2 separate regions of the Mus musculus genome follow, and region 1 is linked to region 2. The links are chromatin contacts, called in public promoter capture Hi-C maps. All regions are on one chromosome and are shown on one strand. Each heading gives the region's core, a stretch centred on a gene start, on an enhancer-like site or on the middle of the called end of the contact. The rest is flanking DNA. Distances are from core to core; before and after follow the strand shown.

What was found. Promoter capture Hi-C pulls out the DNA fragments that hold promoters and counts their contacts.
Region 1: a contact with region 2 is called in a promoter capture Hi-C map of pre-B cells. The contact joins the promoter of Etnppl here to the enhancer-like site in region 2. A contact is called at or near these places in 17 of 39 promoter capture datasets (the 3T3-L1 cell line, Sertoli cells, cranial neural crest and 10 more), 1 of 15 datasets of contacts at CTCF or cohesin (large pre-B cells), 1 of 484 Hi-C or Micro-C datasets (bone marrow-derived macrophages), 1 of 115 datasets of contacts at active chromatin or transcription factors (embryonic basal ganglia) and 5 of 9 other capture datasets (adipose tissue, embryonic stem cells, liver and 2 more).

Annotation. Positions count from the first base shown.
Region 1 is chr3:130,615,322-130,622,105 of GRCm38.p6, reverse strand. It overlaps Etnppl (ethanolamine phosphate phospholyase), which reads right to left and starts at 4,531. Exons shown (of 13, transcript NM_027907.3): 1 at 4,358-4,531; 2 at 1,678-1,796; 3 at 1,314-1,473. The coding sequence starts at 4,413.
Region 2 is chr3:130,092,238-130,099,609 of GRCm38.p6, reverse strand. No RefSeq gene overlaps it. Among named protein-coding and RNA genes, the nearest start is that of Sec24b, 35 kb to the right of the region's middle. Within about 2 kb of position 4,714, at least 1 of the 459 cell types and tissues checked has an H3K27ac peak or open chromatin away from gene starts, as enhancers often do. A contact at or near this core is called in pre-B cells, where this site is marked.

The DNA of each region.
Region 1 (6,784 bases), core at 3,282-5,781, 520 kb before region 2:
AAGACACATAACAGAAACCTAAAGAATGGCAGCTATGCTCCCCAGTTCACCCAGCCCAGTCGCATCAGGGATGACTAGCTTTAAGTACACTAAGAATCCCACCATAAGCCCTGTCTCTGGAGGGATGGAGCACCCTTGAGCCTGGATGTCCAACCAAGGTGCATTGGCTCAGTGCTTGGTTGGTTTCCTTATCTGTAAGATTAAGATCATCTGTTTTTCTGCCTAGTTCAGAGTCTAAATAAACTCTCCTTAAGTGGAGAAAGGAAACAGTCATTCAGAGGATGCTTGTGGCAGTGTGTTTGCTTCTATTTATTCTCACGATGATGTTGCAAGGCGAATGTTGCCATCTCCTTTCCTATGGGTGGGGCAACAGCCTCAGAGAGGTCAAATAACCAGAATGAGATTTCTCATCAATGGAGGAAGAGTCAGGATTTAGACAAGACACCTGTAATGACTTTGATACTTTTTTTTTTTTTTGCAGTGGGTATGCAGCATCACATACATTCTCTAAGGACAGTGATGTTTGGAATTCATCTCTCTTTGGTAGTCTAGAATTCTCTAGAAATGATAGCTAGATATTATATTTCATTTCTAAAAGGTGAGAATGATTTGTAACCAAGCAGGGGTCCCTCAAATGCCTCCCCAGTTCATTACAAAACAAAGCAATCAATGATGCTCTCCCTAAAAAATACCCTTTGGAAAAGAGAGTCACAGAAAATCCTAACAATCAGACATTATAGCTTTCTAAATATCAAATCCCAAACGCTGTATCACTTTAAAAATAGCAAAGCTGCATACAGCGTCCCCCAAACATACACTTTCAGCTTCACACCTTCCTGGGCTTGCATTTGCAAATCACACCTTTTGATATCTCTATCGTTGCCCACAGAATGGATACATTACCATTTGTGCTTACAGAACTTAAAAGTTGGAATGTATCTTCGCTTGGATTTTCTTGTGTTTGCACTGGTAAAATATGCTCAGTTTTTGTAGGAAAGCAAGTCAGTGAGAAAAAAAAAAGCTTACGAAATTACAGCTTCTTTTGTAGGGTCACTTATTTGCTGAAATCTGCATTTAATGACTATGTGGGCTGCCTGCTTTCATTACCCATTTTACTGTGTGACAAGATGACGTCACTGGATCCCATTAGGCTCAGAGTCATGAAATAAAGTAAAAGATTCAGAAAGGTCCACTCCTAATGAGGGTCACTCAGTGAGTGGCAAGAATCTCCTTACGTCTTTCTTGGTTCATCAAATGGAAAAGGTGCACCGATGAGAAGGGGGCCGCAGGGATGCAAGAAACCAGACACATACCCGGAGTTTGTGAAGTAGCAAACGGAGAGCTCCTGAGGCAGGGTGGCAGTAAGGCGCTTGGCAAACTCAATGATGTTGTCGTGGAGGAAGCGAGAATTTGTATTTAGTAATTCCATCTGTTTCGCGGCAGCTTTGACCACTTCTGGGTGACAGTGTCCCACTAAAATGTAGGAGGTAAAGAAGTGACAATTCTAAGAGCTTTGGAGGAGAGGGAAATTCTGAAGGGAAAGAAAAGAATTTGGGCTCCTTGCTCCTTGTTTTACTGAAGCTTTCCCCTTTTAGCGCAACTCAGCAGAGGAAAGGGACATTCGTCATGAAATTTCCGAGGTGAGCCGGGCTCCGCGGTAATTTCCTCGATGCTTACCATGCGCCACGTTGTTGATGCAGTCTAAGTACCGTTCGCCTTTCTCATCAAACATGTACTGCCCCTGGGCTCGCATTATTTTGATGGGATCCGCGGCAAAGAAAATTTTGCACGAGGGCCTAGAAATAGGCAAAGGAAACCCTTTTAGTTTGGTCAGACAACTCAGTATTTTTCCTTCTCAGTGGAGGTCAACTGTCTGTGGAAAATTACGGTTACATAAGGAAAAGGGAAAACATGGGCCATGTGACTACATTATTTTTTCATTTTATATTAGCTTGGAATCTTTCATCCTAATCCACTGTGGATGTCATTGGTCACATGTCTACGTCAGTGTCTCATGAATCTGCTTACTTAAAACTCACTTTTCCTTTGGGAAATTTTATTCTACTGGAATAAAAATGAACACCCCCACATAGGCATTCTGTTATGTCAGCAGCTGCTATATAGCTTAATAAATATTTTCTCATGTAATACCTATAACCATTTCCCCCTTCTCTCTCTCTTTTCAAATTACTTGATAAGAAAATTAATAGATAACTATAAATAACTTAAAGTATTCCAAAGGGGATTTTCATGTATTTTGAATATCTCTTGTCCTGTATCAATTATATGGTTTCCCATCTTAAATATTTAAATTAATTTGTTCTGGAATGCTACTGTGAGCAAAATAAGTTCCTGTTATTTCTGTGAACATATACAGCATAAAAATTAGCAACACACAAATATTACTGAGGTTTCTAATCTTGACTCAACAAGCTTTGAAGACCTAAAACTAAAACTATATGAACTTTTGTTTATTTGGCTTTTTGTGTTTTTTTCAAGACTGGCTTTCTGTGTAGCTCTGACTGTCCTGGAATTCGCTCTGTGGACCACGCTGGCTTTGAACTTACAGAGATCCGCCTGCCTCTGCCTCAAGTACTGGGATTAAAAGATTAAAGGCATATACCACCACTGCGTGGCTATATTTTTTATTTTGGTGTGTTTGCCTACTAAAGAATTCTGTATACATTCAAGAGCGGTGACCTGTGGGTCAGGACCCCTTTGGGTGTCACCTTTCACAGAGGTTGCATATCAGATATTTACATCAAAATTCATGACAACAAAATTACAATTATGAAGTAGCTGTAAAATAATTTTATGCCTGGGGATCACCACAACATAAAGAACTATATTAAAAGGTTTGGCCTGAGGAAATTGAGAGCCAATGATCTATAGGGTTTGTGGAGATTTTGTAATATCTAGTGATTAAGGTGTTTACTGTTTAGAAAATGTTTTGATTATTGGGAGTAGTGGGTAACCTCAAATTTTAAAGTGGCACAGGGCTGTGGTATAGGTTGATGTAGTTTTATGTGTAGAATTGAGGATTGAATCCCATGACTTGTTAGACAAGCAGTCTGCCAGAGAGCTATACCCCATTTCCTAGCTTATATAGTTTTTAGAGCATCAACTAACATTAAAAAAAGAATATATATGAGACCATCTTGTTGGCTGAACCTCAACTGTTAGTTTGTAGTTAGCTATAAGTTAGGAGCCACACAGAAAGCTCAGAGTCTGACTGACAGACTACAGAGCTCTCCTTGCCCTTTAGGCATACTGTGGCCATCAGACTTTCTGTAAAATTCTAGCTTACCCTGCCCCACACTCCATACTACATTTCCTTCCACAAACTTTGCCATTTTCTCTCAGAAATTATGTTTCTGAAGGAATCTAGTTAGAAAAGGCTGCAATCAGTGAATGAAGGAGGAATTTGGGTTATTGTGAGAGAGGTGTTGGTCCTCTCAACATCCTAGAGCCTTCCTGGTGGAAGTGGGGTACCTGACCAGCCTTTCTCCCAGAATACACTGCTTCTTCCCCTTATGCCTTGGTCTGTATGTCCTTTTGCTACAGCAGGCAGAGCCACTCTGTGGACCTTGGTCAGTACATTCCTTAGCAGCAGCAGGTATATACACACACTGTAGACAGCTGTTCCTACAGGATTAGGGCACAGTCATCTTTCGTACGATGTTTGTTTTGTCTTAAAAAAAAAAAAACAACCCAGGCACAAAATATTAACTCATTTGCTCCTAGGATGTTGTTAATATGATTTGGCAGGCGTGACATAGGTAACAAGATACCTTACTAGAAGCAGAGTTCAGGCCAGTCTTTTATACACACTGTTATACTAAGAATGCATAGACACAGATGAAACAAAAGCCAGGAGAACTAAGTCATCATGAGGACACAGCTTGGGAGACCAGGAAGCTGTAAAGTGCTCCCCCCTTTAAAAAAAAAAAAAAAATATATATATATATATATATATATGTGATTTAAGTTTTTCCATTAGCTGTTGAAACCCTCTGCAGCCTCACTTTTGCCCGGGGGAAAAAGTTCACTTTAACAACTTTAAACAAAAGTTGTCAGAATGAGTTTCTTTGGGGAGGCATCAATCACATGATGTCTGAGTTCCGCTGTAGAGTTGATGGGCGTGGGGGAAAGCTCCCCATCTTGCTCCCGGTGCTCATTTCCCTTGGCTGGATACCCTCTTATAGGACTCTGAGAGCCATCTCCTCCAACCACATGCTGCTCTGTTTCGGAGGGAGAGCTCATAGGTCCCTATAGGCAGCTGCTTCCAGCCCGGTGGGTGTGGGTGTGGCTACTCCATCTCTCCCACCGCCCCTTTCTGCCAGCAGTTTGCACTTACCCGATGTGCCTCTCCCTCAGCGCCAGGGTGTCCTGCTTGCTATAGAGCTCGCACATGACCGCTGCACCCTTCAAGTCAATGAATGTTCCTCCCTCTGTAACCTGGGACGCTGCAAAGGATTTTTTTTCTCCCCTCCTGTGCCTCCTGCCCTGGGTATCGGAGGTCACTAGTGGCATTAACCACCTAGGGTCATTCCCCTTTTAAGTGTTGCCTGCCCTTGCCCTTTGCCAAGTCCCTCCCTCCTGCTCCCCTCCTCCACCTGGTGCCTGCTTACCAAGTCAGCAGCCAGGCCACCTCCGCCCCCAGTCTGACTGGCTCCTGTCCCTTCTGCAGATGTCCCCTGCCCCTCCCCATCTTGTAATTGCATTTAACTCACCTTTTGATTTCTTAACTCTGTCTTGGTTCTGCCTTGCTTCCTCCTCCCCATAAATTCCTTCCTTCCCACTTTCTCCTTTCTTTTTGCTGCATTTCTGTAACGTCTTGTAAATCAAACCTGCCATTTACTGCATTGCACACAAGCAAAAAGCCACATCCTCCCATGTCACAGGATTGGGATTCAACCTGTGTCTCAGATGGGGAGTGGTAGATTCGGTATTCCAAACATTTAATAGTCCCAGGTAGACACCTCTAATCTCTAAAGCAAGCTGAGAAAGGAGGAAGCCAGGCTATTACATATCCCACAGTCCCTAACTTCCAGTAGCAAACATTGAACTCTGAGTGTGTGTGTGTGTGTGTGTGTGTGTGTGTGTGTGTGTGCATGTGTGTATGTGTGTGTGTGGTGTGCACGTGTTTAAACCTACTGTAGGATGGCTTTCTCTTAGAATTTGAAGTTAAATACAGAGATGGCTTCAACGTTATTTAATGATAACTACTGAGTTATAAGAACTGAGAGGCGTTAGGGAAAGAACCGGCTTCATCAAGGTCACACAGCCACTTAGCCAGAGTCTATGCTTTCAGTTCAATCTGTGTTTTGGGAGGTCAGCAGAGAAAGCCTGGTTTGTTTGTATCGATCCACTTAATACATATTTGGATAAAAATATTAATTTATGTTAAGGTGCTTCTAGGACTTTTCATTTTCTAAGCTATGTGGAAAAAATGAAATGATGTCCTACGTCACAAAGGACGGGCAAAGAACACCGGAGTGTTGGATGAAACCCCTCCTGGAATCTGGCCTCGTTCTGAACTATGTTGCCAACTGTGGGCATAGCCTGACTCCCCTCAGGCTGGGAGAAATCACGAATGGTGGCACTCTTTCCATGTTCCTTGATAGTCTCCACACCTTACAGCATGTTCTTTACATAATCGCCGGGAGCTTTGGGTTCTAGGTCCAGTTCATCCCTAAGCTGGGCTTCTTCCTACTTAGAGATCATATTTCTTGGTATTAAAAACATCTCTCTGGGCTTTAAAGAAATGCAAAAATATCTTAAATGAAGTCATAACTAGGTGCCTGGGAAGGAGAGTCCCAAACTCCTTCCTTTTCAGTTACTCTGCATTCTTTCTCAGAGATCCAACGATTCTCTTGGGTTTTAGTGTCAGCAATGCACCAAGTTCACATCTCCCTGCCTGCCCTTCCAACCTTTCCTCTCAGTCCCAGGCTCATCCACTTTCTTGACGTCTTCGTTTAGATGTTTCCTAGACACCTGGGTCTTAGCTGGCTCATGGTGAAAGCTCTGATTCACCTCCCCCCAGGCTTATTTTGACCCCCAAACCATTGCTTTAGAACCTCTCCCTTTACCAGGCATTTATCGGCTCATCCACTGTGTAGCAGGTGCTCACCCTCTACTAGGAATGATGTCCTGGAGATAAGACAGTGAACCAGATGGACTAGCCCCACCCTCTCATGCGTCATGACTCCCAGCAGGTCCCCTATCCCCAGAGGCAATCTCCCTCCCGGGAATTCACGGGTTCTGGCCCTGCTCTAGGCAGGGGACTGGTATGAGTCACCAGTGGTTATGGATCGCTATGTGGTCAGTCTGAGCTGAGGTTTGCTGCCAGCGTACACTTCACATTTAAATTCTCCTACTTTTTCCTTTTTAATGTGACTATTAGCATATTTAAATTTATAAATATAAGCGTGACTTGCTTTTCTATTAACCAACACTAGTGTGGTGGAGCGATAGAGTGATAAATAAATTTAACAACGTAATAGCTTAAATTGCTTCAATTATGATACATGCCCCAAAGGAAATAGACCAAAAAAAGGTGTTAAGAGTACTAGAAAAGTATGTGAGTTTCTCCCTCAGTCCCATTCTTATATCAAATTACTTTCAAGCCTCATTAACTCCTTTTCAAAACACTCACCTGCTGCCACCCTGCAAAGGCTGTCTGTGTGTCTGTCTGTGCTTCCGTTTCTTTGTCTGCACCACGCTGGTGATGCCGCCTGTCTTACATGCCCAGCGACTGCTAGTTTGCTTCTGTAGGCTGCTC
Region 2 (7,372 bases), core at 3,465-5,964:
TATTCATGAGTCTCCCTACTCTGTAGCACAAATGTTTCAGTACTAGTAAGGTCAACTTCAATCTTAAAATACTTCCTCCAGGTATTGATCCATAATTACCTAGGCTTCAGTCTCATCTTGAAATGTGGTCTGTCAAATTGTTAGACCTATGTAAAATAAAATTTCTTTCCTCGAGGCAAAATAAAATAAAATAAAATAAAATAAAATACTTCCTAAGGGGACTGGAAAATGACTCTGTTGGTAAAGGGCTGGCCACACAAGTGTGAGGACCAGAGCTCAGTCCTCAACACTCACACAAAAACACTGAGCACAGTATGGACAATCTGTAATCCCAGCACTGGGGAGGCCAAGGCAGGCATATCTCTACTCAATGAGTTCCAGGCCAGCAACAGACCATAGTGTCTATCTAGTGCCTGAGGAGTGACCCCCAAGATTGCCCTCTGGCCCACATGCACACCTGCATACATACATAGGTACATACTCTCTCTCTCTCTCTCTCTCTCTCTCTCTCTCTCACACACACACACACACACACACACACACACACACACACAATCAGGTACACACAATACTTAAAAAGTAAAAAGAGTTTGTTTATATAGTGGATTACGTTGATGGATTTCCGTATATTAAACCATCCCTGCATCCCTGGGATGAAGTCTATTTGATCATGATGGATGATCGTTTTGATGTGTTCTTGGATTCGGTTTTCGAGGATTTTATTGAGTATTTTTGCATCGATATTCATAAGGGAAATTGGTCTGAAGTTCTCTTTCTTTGTTGAATCTTTGTGTGGTTTAGGTATCAGAGTAATTGTGGTTTCATAGAATGAATTAGAAGGTAGAGTACCTTCTGTTTCTATTTTGTGGAATAGCTTGAGGAGAGTTGGAAATAGGTCTTCTTTGAAGGTCTGAAAGGACTCTGCACTAAACCCATCTTGTCCTGGGCTTGTTTGTTTGTTTGTTTGTTTGTTGGGAGACTATTGATGACTGCTTGTGTTTCTTTCCTTAATCATCAGGAAAATGCAAATCAAGACAACCCTGAGATTCCACCTCACACAAGTCAGAATGGCTAAGATCAAAAACTCAGGTGACAGCAGATACTGGCGAGGATATGGAAAAAGATGGACACTCCTCAATTGTTGGTAGGATTGCAAGCTTGTACAACCACTCTGGAAATCAGTCTGGTGGGTCCTCACAAAATTGAACATAGTTCTACCAGAGGATCCTGCAATACCTCTCCTGGGCATATACCCAGAAGATACCCCAATTGGTAATAAGAACACATGCTCCACTATGTTCATAGCAGCCTTAATTATAATATCCAGAAGCTGGGAAGAACCCAGATGTCCCTCAACAGAGGAATGGATACAGAAAATGTGGTACATTTACACAATGGAGTACTACTCAGTTATTAAAAACAATGAATTTATGAAATTCTTGGGCAAATGGGTAGATCTGGAGGACATCATCCTGAGTGAGGTAACCCAATCACAAAAGAACTCACTTTATATGCACTCACTGATAAGTGGATATTAGCCCAGAAACTTAGAATACCCAAGATACAAAACACAAGAAAATCAAGAAGGAAGACCAATATGTGGATACTTCATTCCTCCTTAGAATAGGGAACAAAATACCCATGGAAGGAGTTACAGAGACAAAGTTTGGAGCTGAGACGAAAGGATGGACCATCCAGAGACTGCCCCACCTGATGATCCATCCCATAATCAGCCACCAAACCCAGGCATATGCCAGCAAGATTTTGCTGAAAGGACCCTGATATAGCTGTCTCATGTGAGACTATGCCAGTGCATGGCAAATACAGAAGTGGATGCTCACAGTCATCTATTGGATGAAACACAGGGCCCCCAATGGAGGAACTAGAGAAAGTACCCAAGGAGCTGAAGGGGTCTGCAACCCTATAGGTGGAACAACAATATGAACTAACCAGTACTCCCAGAGCTCATGTCTCTAGCTGTATGTAGAAGAAGATGGCCTAGTGGGCCATTATTGGAAAGAGAAGCCCCTTGGTCTTGCAAACTTTATATGCCCCAGTACAGGGGAACGCCAGGGCCGAGAAGTGGGAGTGTTTGGGCAGAGGAGCAGGGTGGGGGGAGGGTATAGGGGACTTTCGGGATAGCATTTGAAATATAACTGAAGAAAATATCTAATAAAAAATTGGGGGAAAAACGTAAAAAGAATTTTAAAACACTCAAGTATAGCAGTACTTTTTAATGCATGCTCTAAGTGCGGAAAAATTCAACATCATTTCGTGTTGCGCATTTTTCATGAAAATACTAGCCACCCTTTACTTACTCATGAGAAATTTTAGTTTTATTTATGGTTCATCCAGCCCTAATGGACTATTTGGATTAGCAAGATGCAGAATTACAGGTAAATATGAGAACGCATAGGTTTGTTTACCTTGTGGGTTGTTTTTTTTTTTTTTAATAAAGGAGTCTTTAACTCCAACAGAGCTTCTGTTACCATAACCAAATGACTGAAGTCACAATTTAACTGCAAACCAGAAGGGTATAAATAGTAGACTGGACATATAATACCCTTCTTTCTTCGTCCTTGCTTCTGGAAGGTGTGTCTTTCCTCACGATGAGTCATTGCCTCGGACCCTGCAACTCCGTCCCATAAGGCCCTACTTGTGGCTTCATGCTCACAGGGACAAGGGGTGCTGCCCATAGTGTGACTCCCATGGCTGCCTAAAACGGATGGCAGTGTTTAGGGAGGAACATTCCCTGTTGCTTCCCTTCACCTGACTGATCACACACACACACACACACACACCGTGAAGATGGACATAACCATCGCGGTCTCGCTGTCGCTGCGCCTTCTCCAGCCTATGTCTTGCGTGTTCTTTTTTCATCGTCAGCATCATATAGCTCTTGTGAACAGCCCCCCAGAGCACAGGCTGCTTGGGAGCTACTCCAGCCCTGCAGTCGTGGCAGTGAGGCTTAGATCTTTGAGTCGTGATCAAAAGCTTCCATTTTCTTTCAAGACAGAATGTTGCCTAATTGTTAAAGTAATTGCTTTTTTTTTTAAGAGAAAATTTGGGAGGCAAGGTCTCATTCTATAGCCCAAGTTAATCTGGAACTTGCTAGATAGCCCGGGCTGACCTTGAACTCATGATGGTTCTCATATCACAGCCTCTAGATTGCTGGGAATGCGGGATTGAACCATCATGTCCATCAATAATAGTTATCTTCATTTTAAAAAATTATCAAAATCTAGCATTTCCTAAAGTCTGTTTATATCATTTGCTTAACTTTTTGCATCCTCTAAGTTTTTATCTTTGTATATTCCTTTTGCTTGTTGTCTTAGTTAGGGTTTTACTGCTATGAACAGACACCGTGACTAAGGCAACTCGTATAAGAACAACATTTAATTGGGGCTGGCTTACAGGTTCAGAGGTTCAATCCATTATCATCAAGTGGGAAACATGGCAGCATCCAGGCAGGCATGGTGCAGGAGGAGCTGAGAGTTCTACAGCTTCATCTGAAGGTTGCTAGTGGAAGACTGATTTCCAGGCAGCTAGGATGAGGGTCTTAAAACCCATGCCCATAGTGACACACCTACTCCAACAGGGCCACACCTACTCCAACAAGGCCACACCTAAAAATACTGCCACTCTATGGGCTAGGCATACTCAAATCACTGCAGTTGTTTTTCTAAAAAAAAATAAACATTACTATTGAGTTAGCTTCTCAATTAAGATATTTTGCCATATGAACAAAAGTTGCAAGTGACAGCTTATACAAAATTATATAGAAGTGACTAGCCTTTTCTTCCTTGTCATCCCACTAACAAACTAACAGTTTGCAACCCCATAGGAAGGACAACAATATCAACCAACCAGACCCCCAAGATTTCCCAGGGACTAAACCACCATCCGAAGAGTACACATGGAGGAACTCATGGCTCCAGCCACATATGTAGTAGAGGATGGCCTTGCTGGGCATCAGTGGAAAGAGAGGCACTTGGCTCTGTGAAGGCTGGGTGCCCCAGTGTAGGGGAATGCCAGGACAGGGATGTGAGAGTGGATGAGTGGGTGGGAACATTCTCATAGAAGCAGAGAGGGGGTAGAATGGGGGTCCCCAAGGGGAAACCGTGAAAGGGGATAACATTTGAAATGTAAATTAAAAAAATATATCCAATAAAAAAGAGGAAAAAGTCATGGAAGTGAATTTGCAGATAGATTTCTCTCAGTCTGTGCCTGTATTTGGCTAATTCGGGGTACAGCAGTGACACCTAGTGGAAATTTGACACCTGGCCTGGTTAGGCTTCGATTTAATTTGACTTAGGGTTTTGTTGGTTTGGTTTGGTTTGGTTTGGTTTGGTTTGGTTTGGTTTGGTTTGGTTTGGCTGATAAAAAGTCTCTGTGAAGCTCAGGTTAGCACAGAACTCACTTAGTTCAAGTTGGCTTCAAACGCTGGATCCCTCTGCCTTACCTTCTGGAGTCCTGTGACTACAAGTATGGGCCACCACACCCAGCTAAATCGCGTAAAGAAATGAAATGTGGGTGGACCTTGTTGACTGACCTGACGCTTAACGTTTGTCTCCTAAGTAAATGAATGAATGTATAGAGTTCACAGAACAGAAAGAATGAGGGGCTGTCGAGATGGCTCGGTGGGTAAAGGTGCCTGTCCCCAGGCCTAACCCCTTGAGTCTAGTCTCCAGAACCCACACAATAGAACAAGAGAACCTATACCTACAAGTTGTCCTCTGACCTCCCCAGGCACACTTTGGCATGGGTGTGCACAGACACACGTAAATATATTGTTTTAATTAACAATAGCAAAAAAAAAATGCTTGGTATCACAATTATTGATTAATGAAAAGAGTCGAGCGTTTTTTTTTAAGAGTGTTGAGACACGGGGGCAGCCTGTGCTTCAAATTTAGTTCCTATTGTTTCCTGTGATAAGAGTTTATAACAGAAACAGAGTGAAGACTTGAATCACCAGAGATGAAAATTCTCAGAGAAAGCCATTATTATTCCTCCTCCTGTTCCCGAGCACCTATGAAAGGTTCCTAGCGGGACTGATAACAATTGTTGAGATAAAGCACCATGGAGAAAATAAGATGGCCTCCCAGGGGGTTATATGCAAATGTGGTAGGCAAAGAGGAAATTAAAAAGCTATGCTAATCGCAATGTTCTCATCTCCCGTTTGCTGCAGTGACACTGGGTTTGCCAGATGTTTGATTAAAACCAGCCTGGGAACAAGGACTTTATATCTTAGGGGAGAGACAAATAGGTGCTGTGTAGGGCCAGCTTGTTGTTGTCTAAATAGTCTTGTAATTGTTCCTCCCAAACTAATTTAAAATTGCTGACTCAACATAGGACTGTCTCCTCTGCTTGACTGGAGTAGAAAAACTGACAGTGTGAAAAGACGCCACTGTGTAGAAATGGCTCCACACTTCAAGGACTCATGCATGTTATTTCTAGATGCAAATCCACTACAGACATCAAGACTTAAGATGGTGTGGGAAATAAACATAAGAAGCTGTCTTCAGGGCTGGAGAGATGGTTCAGCAGTTAAGGGCACTGACTACTCTTCCCAAGGTTCTGAGTTCAATTCTCAGCCACCACATGGTGGCTCACAACCATCTGTAATGGGATCCGATGCCCTCTTCTGGTGTGTCTGAAGACAGCTATGGTGTACTTGTAATGCATAACATTAATAAATCTCAAAAAAAAAAAGAGAAGCTGTCTTCATTTATTTTCCAGTTGATGTGATAAAATACCATGGCCCATCCGAAAAGGCAACTTCTTGGAGATAGGGCTTATTCCCATTGACAGTTTCAGAGAGATACAGCCTATCCTAGTGAGATGACACAGGCTCAGGAGCAAGACTCGATGGTCATATCACATCTGCACCCAGAGTGCAAACACTAAATAGGTATGGAAGTTTACTATTTTATAAGCTTTCCAAAAGTTGCATTAAAAAACAAAAACAAAGCAAAAACAAAAACAGCTGACATCGAGTTACTCTGCATGGCAAGGATAATACCCTACCTGTGGTGGTTTGTACATGCTTGGCCCAGGGAGTGACACTATTAGGAGGTGTGTCCCTGTTGGAATAGGTGAGGCCCTGTTGGAGTAGGTGTGTCACTATGGGCATGGGCTTTAATACCCTCATCCTAGCTGCCTGGAAGCCAGTATTCTGCTAGCAGCCTTCAGATGAAGATGTAGAACTCTTAGCTCCTCCTACACTATGCCTACCTGGATGCTGCCATGTTCCTGCCTTGATGATAATGAACTGAACCTCTGAACCTGTAAGCCAGCCCCAATTAAACGTTTGTTCTTTTAAGAGTTGCCTTGGTCATGGTGTCTGTTCACAGCAGTAAAACCCTAACTAAGACCTCACAAAAGCCATTTAGGGCAAAAAGCCTGGGGTGGGATACTTTTCTTCAAGCTGTCAGTCAAGTAAGGTCCCAGAGACTGTCACCACCACCACCCCCCCCCAAAAAATACAAGCTTTGGCATTGCTCTTTGTTGTCCACCAGAACTTGGTGGTACGACCCTATTGCTGATATGACACACTTAATTGCAGGACATGCAGCCTGTGACCTTTCTGGGGCTAACTTTCATAGTGCCAAAAGAGGTTCTGCAGGCTGCTGAGGGAGAAACATAATCAACAGTGTTACACTATGAACCCTGTGAGCTACAATAGCAACAGACCTGGAAGCAGTCTATGCCCAGTGGAGAAATAGCAGAATGCTAATGGAGATAACCAACCACTTTTTATTGGATTTAAGGCCTGCTCCATTGAAGGGAAGCCATACCTGGTACTACAGACCTGACCAAGAACCAGGGTTATGGAGGCCACAGGTCCTAAGGAAGAGCCTATTTCTATTACCTCACTGAATAGACATATTGTCAAACAACCCCTGTCTTCATACCCACAGATCAATGCAGCTCTCAGCCGAGAGGCTTCTGTTTGCAATGGAGAGCAGTTAATACAGAGACTCACAAATGCTCAAGTAGCAAAAACATAAATGGCTCATCTTAGCCCTAATGCCACAGCTATACCACACTCTCTTCCTGCAAGCTTCTCAGAACAATGCAGAAGGAAGAACAATGGAAAATCTGTAAGAGCCAGAGGTCAGGGAGGATTGCCGTGTAACTGTGTCTCCTGAACGTAATAGACACGGGGCATGCACGGACTCACAGTAGCCTCTGTCATTACCTGCCCAAGACCTGTACAAGTCCATGGCAAACAACATTCCAGCCCTGAAGGAGGAGCTGAAGAGGCCCCGCCCCTAACTGCGGAACTATCAATAAAAGCTGCTGCAGGAGAATTATTACCCTGGACGTGTGACCCCTGGTAGGTTTTCTGTGTTCCAGTGGATCATCCCAA